Regions from separate parts of the Mus musculus genome. Here all the other regions are linked to region 3. Evidence: chromatin contacts called from public promoter capture Hi-C data. All regions are on one chromosome and are shown on one strand. Each heading gives the region's core, a stretch centred on a gene start, on an enhancer-like site or on the middle of the called end of the contact. The rest is flanking DNA. Distances are from core to core; before and after follow the strand shown.

Evidence for each region. Promoter capture Hi-C pulls out the DNA fragments that hold promoters and counts their contacts. Capture Hi-C pulls out chosen DNA fragments and counts their contacts.
Region 1: a promoter capture Hi-C map of adipose tissue shows a contact between it and region 3, with 7 times the contacts expected there. The contact joins the promoter of 9430053O09Rik here to the promoter of Rbm11 in region 3. A contact is called at or near these places in 2 of 39 promoter capture datasets (the HPC-7 cell line and embryonic stem cells) and 1 of 9 other capture datasets (adipose tissue).
Region 2: a contact with region 3 is called in a promoter capture Hi-C map of pre-B cells, with 5 times the contacts expected there. The contact joins the enhancer-like site here to the promoter of Rbm11 in region 3. A contact is called at or near these places in 3 of 39 promoter capture datasets (hippocampal neurons, liver and pre-B cells) and 2 of 9 other capture datasets (adipose tissue and embryonic stem cells).

Annotation. Positions count from the first base shown.
Region 1 is chr16:77,418,892-77,422,905 of GRCm38.p6, forward strand. 9430053O09Rik (a long non-coding RNA gene) reads right to left here and starts at 1,491. Exons shown (of 4, transcript XR_003951960.1): 1 at 1,220-1,491. The region is part of intron 2 of Mir99ahg (Mir99a and Mirlet7c-1 host gene (non-protein coding)); the gene reads left to right.
Region 2 is chr16:76,678,274-76,681,838 of GRCm38.p6, forward strand. No RefSeq gene overlaps it. Among named protein-coding and RNA genes, the nearest start is that of Gm30790, 99 kb to the right of the region's middle. Within about 2 kb of position 2,143, at least 120 of the 459 cell types and tissues checked have an H3K27ac peak or open chromatin away from gene starts, as enhancers often do. A contact at or near this core is called in hippocampal neurons and pre-B cells, where this site is marked.
Region 3 is chr16:75,590,395-75,594,263 of GRCm38.p6, forward strand. It overlaps Rbm11 (RNA binding motif protein 11), which reads left to right and starts at 2,497. Exons shown (of 5, transcript NM_198302.2): 1 at 2,497-2,649. The coding sequence starts at 2,554.

The DNA of each region.
Region 1 (4,014 bases), core at 241-2,740, 1.8 Mb after region 3:
TTTTTATTTATTTATACTAATAAGAACATTTAAAGATAGACATTAAAAACATTTCTTCAACATACATATTAATTCATTATCTGTGTAAGAATGTCAGTAGAAGGTGGTTGTTTTAGTCAACCCATGGGTGGTAATTGTATGACTGCTTAGTTTTTCTGCAGTAGCACAGTAATCATATGTTTTAATCGTAAGTGACAAATCACAAGGCAAAAGGGAAATCAGATATTGGAAGCCATAGTAAACATCTGTAAAGTATCAAATATCAAGACCAAAGAGACTTATTGCTTATTGATATGGCATGAAAATATACTAAAGTTTTTTGCTAAAACGTCGGCACAGAGGAACAAAGCCTTTGTAGTCAATGTGAGCTGCATGTTTTATTTATCAAAATAACAACACTATTGTGCAGTAAGGAAAGAAATATAGAACAGCTACATGTGAGGGCATGTATGCCTTTGCTCCCTTCACTCAGACAACATGTAAGTAAACTCACTGCATTTGAATTATTCACTGCAGGGTTTACAATAAGAAATTTATCTGGTAAATTGAAAAGACCTCAATTAAGAAGCATGCACAAACTCACACTCATACACAGTCATATACACACATGCATGCTATGGGTAACTGTAAAACAAGAGATAGTCCATCAGAGCTTAAGAGAGAGAGGGCAGCCTGGTTTCCAGCAGAAGATGACTAGCAGGCAGAACCTCGTAGCTTTCCCTTAACACAGGGCAGTTACTTCGGTTAACTTAGAAAAAGAATGGAAAATACAAAGCATGTGATTTCCAGGAATAGATAAACCCAGACTCACTGCTTAAAAATTAATTGCAGATGGGTTTATATTCCGAGTTTTTTTTTTATGGTGCCTGAATATTTATAAAGTACATGGTTTGCTTTTCAGTTAATTTAAAAACTGACCTTTGTACAAATAGAAAGGAAAGCATTTTTTTTTTTTGCATCTAGAAATAAAATGTACAGAGGTCAAATGAAACTATTTTCATTTAAGCTAGAACAAAGAAGCTAAAGGAAACAAAATATCTGGTCAAACATGTACCTGTGTTCAACCCTCACAGAATGCTAACCAGAATCTAAACAAACAAAACAAAACAGAACAGAAAAAAACAAAAACACCCTCGTAAATCATTTGACCCTAGGAACTTTAAAGGAAGGAAAAATATTATCTAAGGTATAGTAAGTTTATAAAATAATAGTTACCTACTTTTGCAGCCAAAAATAAACGTGTGCTGAAAAATATGATTGTTGCATGTGCATCCCAAAGAGAATAAAAATCCATCTAACTCCTCTTTCTTCATTGGTAGAGGGAAGAAGCAGCTTTGATTGCTTTTAGGTTTCTTCCTTTCCACCCTTGCTGCCTAGTCCCTCTTCTCGCCAGTGTATCTTTATGTTAGGAGAAACAGAACACAATCCCAAGACAGACATATTCAAAATAAACACTTCCGGGGCCAGAGAGTAACAGGCTTGCTGCTTTTCTTTCTAGCTTCTTTTAATATGAGTTTATACGTTCTGCCACAAAATTCAACTTGTAAGTAATCCTGTGGTACTTCAGCCTAGATGAAAAGAATGCTCATTGTGAATTATATTTCATCTGTCACAATAACCTTTTTTATTCTGCCCTGGACCTCCCCCTTGCCTTTGGCAATTAGAGAAAATATGTATGCCTTTAAGTATGAAGTACTCGTTTCTTCAAATCCAACCAAACCACTCCTGATGACAGTCACAGACAGACAGTGCTTTCAAATCACCATGCTGGGGAGATGCACCCAAGACATCCTCAAGCTACCCAGTTTCACAAGGACACGGTGAAATTGGGCATTCGGGAATGAGCAGGTGCCATAAGTCTCATTAACATCAGCTGCTGGTGAGCAGCAAGGAAATTTTAGTTATATTTAAAAATTGAAATGCAAAAACCTTCTAGTTACTTTTTTAGTTAAATCGTGCCCGGAGACAGATATTATCAGTAATATTTACTTCAATATATTAAATCATAATGATTTTATTTGTCATTTGTACTTTCCTAAGCACAAAATAAGTTATGTGCTTTTAAGTATATTTCAACACTTCCAATTAATATTTTTGCTGATGTTTAAAGAAGGAGAGAAAGCAAAGAAAACACATTCCTTTCAGATAGAGTTTAGCAGACACTGTCATTCAGTTTAAAAATCAATGTGTTTATCCGGTTTACTTACTCTTATAAATTCACTGAAATCACCTTGAGAGGCTCAAGTTCACCTTTCTGGATTTAAGCCTGTTAAATAACAGACACCATCAAGTCGTCCCCGTAAAAGGATAACTTAGATGCTCGGCTTTATAGGGTGTAGTAAAAGTTAGCACACTTCTACCTACAAAGCTACAAAAAAGACCTTAAGACAGCTACAAAGGAAAACAGAGGACAGGAGAAAAAAAAGTTCCGTTTTCACAGCAAAACAAAAATCCCTGCTTGTACAGTATCCCAGGCAGTCTCCAGAACAGCTGGATAAAGGCATACGAATAATTTAAGCCAACACAAAATTCATCAAGTATGAAGAAAGAAAGAAGGAGAAAAAAAAAAAAACCAACTTGAGACTAAAATGAAAACCTTTTGGCCCACAGCACAGGTTGGGCACAAAAGTGCTGGCTAAGCTATCTATTTCACACATGCAACGACAGAAGGTTCGATATTCATTCGATCGATGAGTGAAAAGGCACAATGGCAAAATCAGACAGACTTCTTTTCAAATACAGATCTCCAATGTCCCCCTCCAGTCTGCAGCTGCACGGCTGGTGGTGTGGCTCAGACGGAGCAAGGGTTACATCAAGGCTGCTCTCTGGACCGTGCAAACAGTCTAGACCAATGACCTGCAGCATCATGCCCTTTGAAGAAGAGGCAAGTTCGGTCATGATGAAGAAGAATCGAGGCGTACCCCCTTTTAACAATAGGGAGCAGCTCGAGGCTGCAAAGAGGTAAGCAGGGTAAGAAGAAAACAGCATCTGCTTCCATGGTTACAGGCCAACTATGAGAACCTCGCTTTTCAAGGGAGTCTGTTCTCAGGCTCCCTTGTGGGGTGTGCTGTGCATTGTAAGAGAAGGCAGGTTCAGCTGAAATCGCAGAGTTATTTCAGAGTAAAATGATACGGAGCACATGGCTGGCGGGGGGGGGGGGGGGAGAGGAAACGAGTCACATGACTTAAGAACAAGACTTGGGCTGTTTTGAAATAGAATTTTTTTTCTTATAGCAATTTGGACAAAAAGTAAATGTGTATAATGCCGACAGCAATGGCAAACATGCTCTTAATTTCTTTAGTTTTATGTGATCAGAGGTCAAGGGTCAAGACACTCATCTCCCAGTGCAAGACCAGAAAGCCTATTGTTAGTGTAGCTTTATAATGTATCTTATTGTAAAATATTTCTTCTCTCTCTCTCTCTCTCTCTCTCTCTCTCTCTCTCTCTCTCTCTCTCTCTCTCTCCCCTCTTTCTCCTCTCTCTCCTCTCTCTCTGCCAGACTGTAACCTGGATGGTTATTTTTCTGAATGTCTCTCTGACTTTATTTTTCTCTGATGTTATAAGCAACATTTTCTCATTTTTACATTCGTTTCTGTGGCTATATCCCATTGGAAAACCTCCTAGGCTTGGGCAGAAACTTCCGTAGTACAGTGTTGGTATTTTAAGAGTGAAAGGATTCCCCTGTCTTTACAAATGTGCTCACAGACAATTCGAATCCATAGCAAATTCACAGCGTCTGACAACTGTTCTGTTCTTATTATTCTGGTTTTCGCTCGTATTTCACTCTCTCTGTCTTGCTTCAGTCACTCTGTGGGTGCAGATGTTAAGTTTTCCTTTCTGTGAAATGTGTAGCTAACATATGGACCTAAGGACATGCCAGCAGCTCTGGAACAACATTTAAGGAACATGAAATGTGGTCGATTCTGTATCTTTAGCAAGATCCACAGTAGCCACACAAAACACAGACACACACATACTAACACAGACTACACATTCTTCCTACCACAGTTCAGT
Region 2 (3,565 bases), core at 893-3,392, 1.1 Mb after region 3:
AAGAAAATAACTAGAATAAGAGAGCAATGGGTCTATTTGAAGATCTTAGTAAATTCTTAAAAGGATCAAGAAATGGATTTGACTCCATTTTCGTGATGCAGTATTTTTTCCTCAGTATTCCTGAAATATGTAATTTCTTGACTTGTTGTTAGAGTTCAATAGTTCTGACCCATAGCAGATTAATATACACTTTAAATAGTTTAGCCAATGTATCCTGAACATAACCTGATTTTAAAGCTGGAAACATTTAAAATGTTCACTTCTCAAACAATATACATTCAGATTAGCACCTTTGACATTAAGGAATTATGTGGAGACAGGAGGGAAGTTCTAGAAATATCCATGTGTTTTCTAAAAATGAGGTCCAAGTTGCAAAGGTATATTCGTGTAAGTGACAGGTTTTATAAAATTCTACCTCTCTAGACAATATAACAGTTACTCTACAGATGTCCATATTCCTTTCCCAGAATCTGTGAATACAGTATTCCTGCATGAGTCAAAAGTGATTATGGACTTGGAGAGCCAGACAATTCTGAGTTTTACAGACAAGCTCAATATAATCACGTAAGTTCTTTAAATCTTAGTACTTCCCTGGCTATGGCCAAGTAATACAATCCTTGACTTTGAAGGTGGAAGAAAGAGAACCTAGGAAATATGGGTGACCTATGGATGCAGAAAAGGGAACGAATGGATTAGCCTACAGATACTCCAGGAAGTGATTCAGGTTTCTTATGTTTTGACTTAAGACTGTGAGATTAAGATCAAACTTCGGTCCTAGTGAAACTTAGCATGGTTTGTGTGGTTTCAAACTATAGTTTGTGGCCAGTTGTTATAGCAACAATGGAAAAACATTATGAATGGCAATATGAATTATCATTACCTTTTTAAATGATCATTTGAGTTAAGAAAGCAAAACGGATGAATATGTCTATTTTAAGTAAGAAGCCATTTCCTTCCCTTACATTCAACCCTAGAGATGTATCTAAAGCAGTAGTTCTCAACCTGTGGGTCGAGACTCTTTTGGCAAACTTCTATCTTCAAAATATTTACACGATGACTTATCACAGTAGCAGAATTATGAAGTGGCAATGAAAATAATCTTATCATTGGAGGGCACCACATCACGGGGAACTGTATTAAAGGTCTCAGCATTAGGGTTATTGGGAACCACTACCAGGTTCTCATTTCTTACTGCAACATCCTCAGGTCTTAAGAGGGTCCCTTGTTGCAGGTGAAGGAAGGGAACCTCAGAGAGATGGGGCACACACAAAACAATCAAAACCATCAACATTAAAATCACTTTTCTGTGCCCCCAGCATATGACCCTTGACCTCTTTCCAAGTATCCCTTGCCCACATATGCTTATGAAATCCAAGTAAAATTGAGAAGCAAATAACGACATAGTTTCCTTCTGGATACCGGAGCTCCTGTCTGTCCATGTACACACACCCATTTCCTAAGTGCATGGTTATATTACCGCAGCAAAGATGTAAACTGATACAGTCTAATTCGAGTGAATTGTTCACTTGGTAAACCTCCCTGGATTTTTTTTCAGTTACAGGTTGGACATTGGCTTCAAATTATTTTCTTGTATCATAACCTTGCCAAGGTCAGAGGTTGGTAGTTCTTTCTCCTGGATCTTGGGGTCCCATTTGCTCAGCCTCGAAACTCTACCTTCTCTCATTTCCCTCCTTTGCCCGGTTACTCTTTATTATGCAGGATCTGGTAAATGCCTCGATGTCAGTTAGGGCTCTCAAATTCACATGCAGTTAGCTGCAGCAGAACTTGCCTTGCTTTTGTGGAAGGAAGCCCAGCTTGTTTCCATTAAATTATAATCGCCATATTTAGGAGATGTCTGAGGCGTTGCGAGGCTCAGCCCAAGCTGGGTGGTATCCTTGGTGGCGGGGGTGTGCGTTTCATTCCGGGCGAAAGAGCACAGAGCTTGTTTATTTCCTGTATTTGCACAGTATGAAGAAGTTCAGTGAAGCAAGTAGTTGGGGTTGAGGTATTTGATGGAGAGGAAAGAAGAATATTTGTTTGTTTGGGCTAGGAGGCAAGTTCAAAGATGGGGACTTTTGTTCTCTGAACCCATAGCGAGCAGCTCCGGTTTCATGTCAAACATCAGGGTTTCGTGCAGGATGTAAATACTTCCTGCTGGCCAAGTCTGTTTCTATAATGGTAACCCGGTAGAGCCTGTGCTACTTGCACTGTGATTGTGCCAAGAGTTCCTGTATTCAACAAGGGAGGTGGAAAGTCAGTCTGGTTTCGCAGCTGTTTTGGGTAAAAACTGGCTCTCCTAGCAGCCCGAGAAACTCACAGTTTTGCTCCTAAGCAAACCATTCATCAGTGGCTTTCACTGCACAGCAACAGCGGTAAGGCTGTCTGGAATATAGTGTGGAAAAATTTGCCTCTGCGCATGTGTGCGTCCTGCTGGGTGTGTGTGGGTGGGATGGGGAGGGGTGGAACTGGAGAACTATAGCTCAGGACCTTCTTTTCCAGCGGGCTACTGATAAATGTAGGTCATTACTGGGTTTCACTTCCTGATTTGTTCGGCACAAGGCAAGGTGCAAATGAACAGAGCTGAAGGTTTCAGCAGTGAATCTTAGTTCCCGGATGGCTTACTGTAACTTCAAAGATGGCTTATCTTCATTTTGATTAATCTCAATATGGCTACGGTTCCTTCGGTTTGCATCCCCATCCCCCATCTCCATGTCAAGTATTTTTTGATTCATAAACAAATGCTTAGGTGTGAAGGGAAGAAGAGAAGAGACTTAAAGCATTCCTGTGGCAAAGAGAAAAATCGCTGTAAGATGTGGGGAGCCCCCGTGAATGGATCTAATTATAGAATGGCTCTCCTACCTCATCTACTCCTGCGCTGGGGGCTCCCTGACTTCCCCCCACAGTTTTCCCAATGTGCGTTCCAACAGATAGTATAGCCGTCTTTGATAAACCCAGTTTAGAGCAGGCACTGTGATCTAGATCACAAAGTTGACATAGGGAATTATGTTCTTTCCTTTGATAAAGAGTTGCCAGAAATGGCAGAAGAGACGTAAGCGATTTTCAAAGTACTTGAAAGAGAGGACATCCCACGGGCTTCCTGATTAATAAGGTGTGCTGTGCACATCTCCCCTCAAAGGAGAGATTTAAAAGGAGAATTGGGTACAGACATCACAAATAGTTTAGAGACGATAAAATTCTAAAGGCAGCCAAAGCTGTAATTTTTTAAAAAACATAACGGAAAATACCAACAGAAATGAGAAAAGCTTCAATTTCTCCCCCTCAGCATAAATTGTCCATATGCTTTGTGTTTTTAGAAGACCATGAATGGAGAGTTTCAGGTGCAGGAGGCTTCCTGGAAAAGCCAACCATTTGCTCTCTGATACAGCACTCTGTCTCCACCAAAGGCATGTCATTGCCATGCAAATGAAGACTCACAGGATTTTCTTTTCTCTCTCTCTTTTTTTAAATAAGACAGAAAAAAGAACAAAAATTTCCATCCATGACTACTTTTCAAATGGCAGTTGCTCAACATTCATTGCTGTTATTGGTGATGATCAGTCCTTTG
Region 3 (3,869 bases), core at 1,247-3,746:
GATTTTCATCTTCTACAAAGAAAGGGCTTCTCTGATGAGGCTGGAAGGAGCCACTGGTCGATGGGTACAGCAACATGTCATTTGGAGTCATTTTATCGCTATGTTTCTTTAGCAAAATAAAAGTAAAATGTCTCTCCCTGGGTCCATGGGCTATTCTCGGATTCTTGCCCACTGTAACAGTGTCAGATCTGTGTCCCATCTCAGGAGGTGGTCCTTATGTCCAATCAAAAAACGGTTGGTTACTTCAATAACATTTGTGCTATGGTTGCACCGGTATATATTGTGGATAGTTCATGATTGTAGGTCACGGGGTCTGTAGCTGGGTGAAATTACTTTTTTCCTCTGGTAGTCCAGCGAGTAACTTCTAGTACTGTGAATGCTATTCAGAAGGGGTTAAGCTTTTAGCTGGGTAGCAGCTAAGCTTCGAGTTTGGTGATATAAATGTCAATAGGACCTTATCAAGCTGTGGTGAGAAATCAATAAACTTGGTAAAAGCCTGTGATTTTTTTTTTTGGGGGGGGGGGGAGATGTGGAAACCCCTTTGCTCAATGACTCCAAAACCTGCAATCCATCCCTATATGGGGGGGGGGGGGAAGGTTACTTGGTGACATGAGACGTCTAGGTGAAGCATTGTCTCACCTGTCATTTGGTGACAATTTAAATTCATTTCACATATGTGAAAAAGGGTTAGCAAGGTCCTACAGTAGTAGGTTGTTAGGTGGTTTCTCAGTTGGTGTTAGCTGTTAGTTACCCCTCAATTATATGCTCCTTTGCCCTGCTCTCTTGCCTTTCCCTATTCTGGCTTTTTCTTTACCTCTTAATAACACTACATTCTTTTTCCCCCCTTTTCCCCACTTCCCTTTCACTCCAGCACTGCTCGCTCTGGCCTATAGGGTTTTTTATTTGTTTCTCATTAAGGATGGTTGTGAGCCACCATGTGGTTGCTGAGATTTGAACTCATGACCTCCCGAAGAACAGTCAGTGCTCTTACCTGCTGAGCCATCTCACCAGATAACACTACATTCTACTCCCCCTTCCTTGTAAAATCCTTTCTTCTCTACTGTTCCCTTACTAGCCTGACTCTTAGCTTGAAAGCTCACAGGCACATATAAGAGAAAACACACAGTATCTAATTTGCCTTCTGTGTACGGGTTACCTCACTCAGGATAATTGCCTCTAGTTACATCTATTTACCTGAAATTCCCCCTAGTTTCATTTTTTTTCACAGCTGAATAATATTCCGTTGTGTTAATTTCGTTATCTGTTCATCCATTCGTGAACATCTAGACTGTTTCCAATTTCTGTTTATCACGAATAGAGCAGCGACAAACAGGGACGCCTCTGTAGTAGGATCCTTTGGGCACATATTGAAGAGTCACATAGCTGGACCTTGAGGTAGACCTTTCTAAGGAACCACCACACTGATGTCCATAATGGCAGGACCAGTTGTCACTCCCACAAGCAATGGATAAGTGTTGTTCTTCACCCACAGCCTTGCCACCATGTTTTGTTACTTGTCTTATTTATCTTGGCCCTTCTGACTGGGGTAAGATGATTTGTTTTTCGAGACAGGGTTTCTCTGTGTAGTCCTGGCTGTCCTAGAACTCACTCTGTAGACCAGACTTGCCTCGAACTCAGAAATCTGCCCGTTTCTGCCTCCCAAGTGCTAGAATTGAAGGCATGCGCCACCACCGCCGGCGGTAAGATGAAATCTTAAAGTAGTTTTCATTTGCATCTCCTCATGATGTTGGACATTTCTGTGGGAGTTTCTCAATCATTTCCATTTCTTGAGAGAGGAATTTTCTGATCAGTCAACCGAGCAGAAGTACATCTCCTGAATTCAAAATGAATTCCTACTACTCCACCAAACAAAGACCAAATCAAGTTCTCATTACTGAATGATCTTTCCAGGGTGATTCCAAGGTCCTTTCGGGAACTTTTTTTTTTTAATGACTCATTTATACACAGTGTTTTCTTGAGTTCAGTGCCCTTTTCAGAGCCCACAGAAAAATTTCAAAGACCTATCTCGGTATTACTTAAAGGCTAAATAAACTTTAATTTTAGTCTTTTCTTGTATCAGTAGCCATACACGGAGACATTTCTTTTCATGCTATAACTTAACTTCACAGCGTTACTGATCTACCAATTTAACTCTTTGGAAGCAAATTAATTTTTTATATCTCCCCCTAGGCACGTCGATACTGAAGTTAGTCAATCTGAATATCAACTTCCTAGTCATTGTATTTCCAACGTTGCTTAAAAAAAAAAAAAAGCAAACTAAAATCACCCATTAATCTTGTTCATAAAGAGGTAGAAGCACTGTGCCAAGTGGACGACTGATGCCCTCAGGTCAGTAAGTCAGTCTTTCTAGTCAGGGAGGGCGGGGCTGCGAGGTGGTGGGCGGGTCCCGCGGGACGGTGGGCGTGACTTCACGCCCCGCCCCTGGCGCGCGCCCGCCTCGGGCTCCGCTGCCCAGGCGGAGCCGCGCAGTAAAGCGGAGCGAGGGGGGCGGGGCTTCGGCACCTCCTCCATCCCTGGCTGCGGACCGCAGGGATGTTCCCGGCTCAGGAGGAGGCTGACAGGACCGTGTTTGTGGGCAATTTAGAGGCCCGAGTGCGGGAAGAGATTCTTTACGAGCTGTTCCTTCAGGTACCGTCCGCGGGGAAGGCCGGGCGGCGGCTGCGGAGCCCCGGGACCCCGCCCCACCGGAGCTCCGCTCTCCCTTCCCTCGCTTAGGCTCGCAAGTGTGCAGCCGGGGATGAGCGGCTCGTACTCTCCTTCCTCTGCAGCCCCGGGTGGGCAACGACCTCCCACCCCCCACCCCCCACCCTGGCAGCCCCAGGCCAGGACTCCCGGAGCCTCTCCGGGCCCTGGATGTGCTGCGGGAACACGAAACAACCCCGTCACTGTCCTCACGGGATAGTAAGCACCCTTCTGTCCAACCTAGAAAATGGCACCTGCGAGAAAGATACTTCTCTTGAAAACCTTTCCCTAGCTGTCACCCTTTCTCCCAAGCCTTTGGATGGGGAGAGCATTTTGTTGTTGTTGTTGTAGAATCATACAAGTGATTTCTGAAATGCTAGGCAGTCAATTCACCATGACTAACTTAATGGATTCCCTAGTCATGACACTGTATTTCATATTCGGACCTTCAGGACTTTTTTGAGAACTGGAGAGCACACGTCTGGGTCCCTCTTGCCAGAGACGGCTGTCTTCAGCCCTTCATCTAATTGGTTAATGACTCAGAATTATAGAGCAAATCGAAAGTGGTGATAAGGGGCTCTAAAGGGGGAATCAAAACTGTTTTTCACGGATTATGCGTATCTGCAAAAGGGACAGGTAATAATAAGGAAGGGGAAAAAGAATAAAACCTGTTGAAAGTGAGAACACAGCGGTCTGCAGTGAGGCCAGTATCCGAGTCTCGAACTTAAATGTAAAATGGGACTAATTAATCGTCTCTGAAATGCAATGTGATTGCCAGAAATACACTTCTCTTTATGAAACAGCTACAGGCAGCGCTGTTGGTTGCTGCTGCTGCTAATAGGACTGCTATTGTTATTACTAATAATGCGAACCATTGCTACTAAAAAGAAAAAAAAAAGTCACAGTGACTTCCGCTTTCAAAATAAGAGAAAATTCTCGGGGACACAATAACAGAGATGCATTTCTAGAGTGAGGTTGTGGGTACCAGTAGTGATTTTTTTCCCCTAAATTTTAAAGGACTTACTTATCTCTAAATTTAAGGAAGGAATCTCTTTGCCACGCATAGATGCTAAACAAGAAAACATAAGATCTTTATTTTATCCATTGCCACTTTACAGTATTCCCTCTATAAACACCATTATCTGTTTTGTGACCCAATATGATTT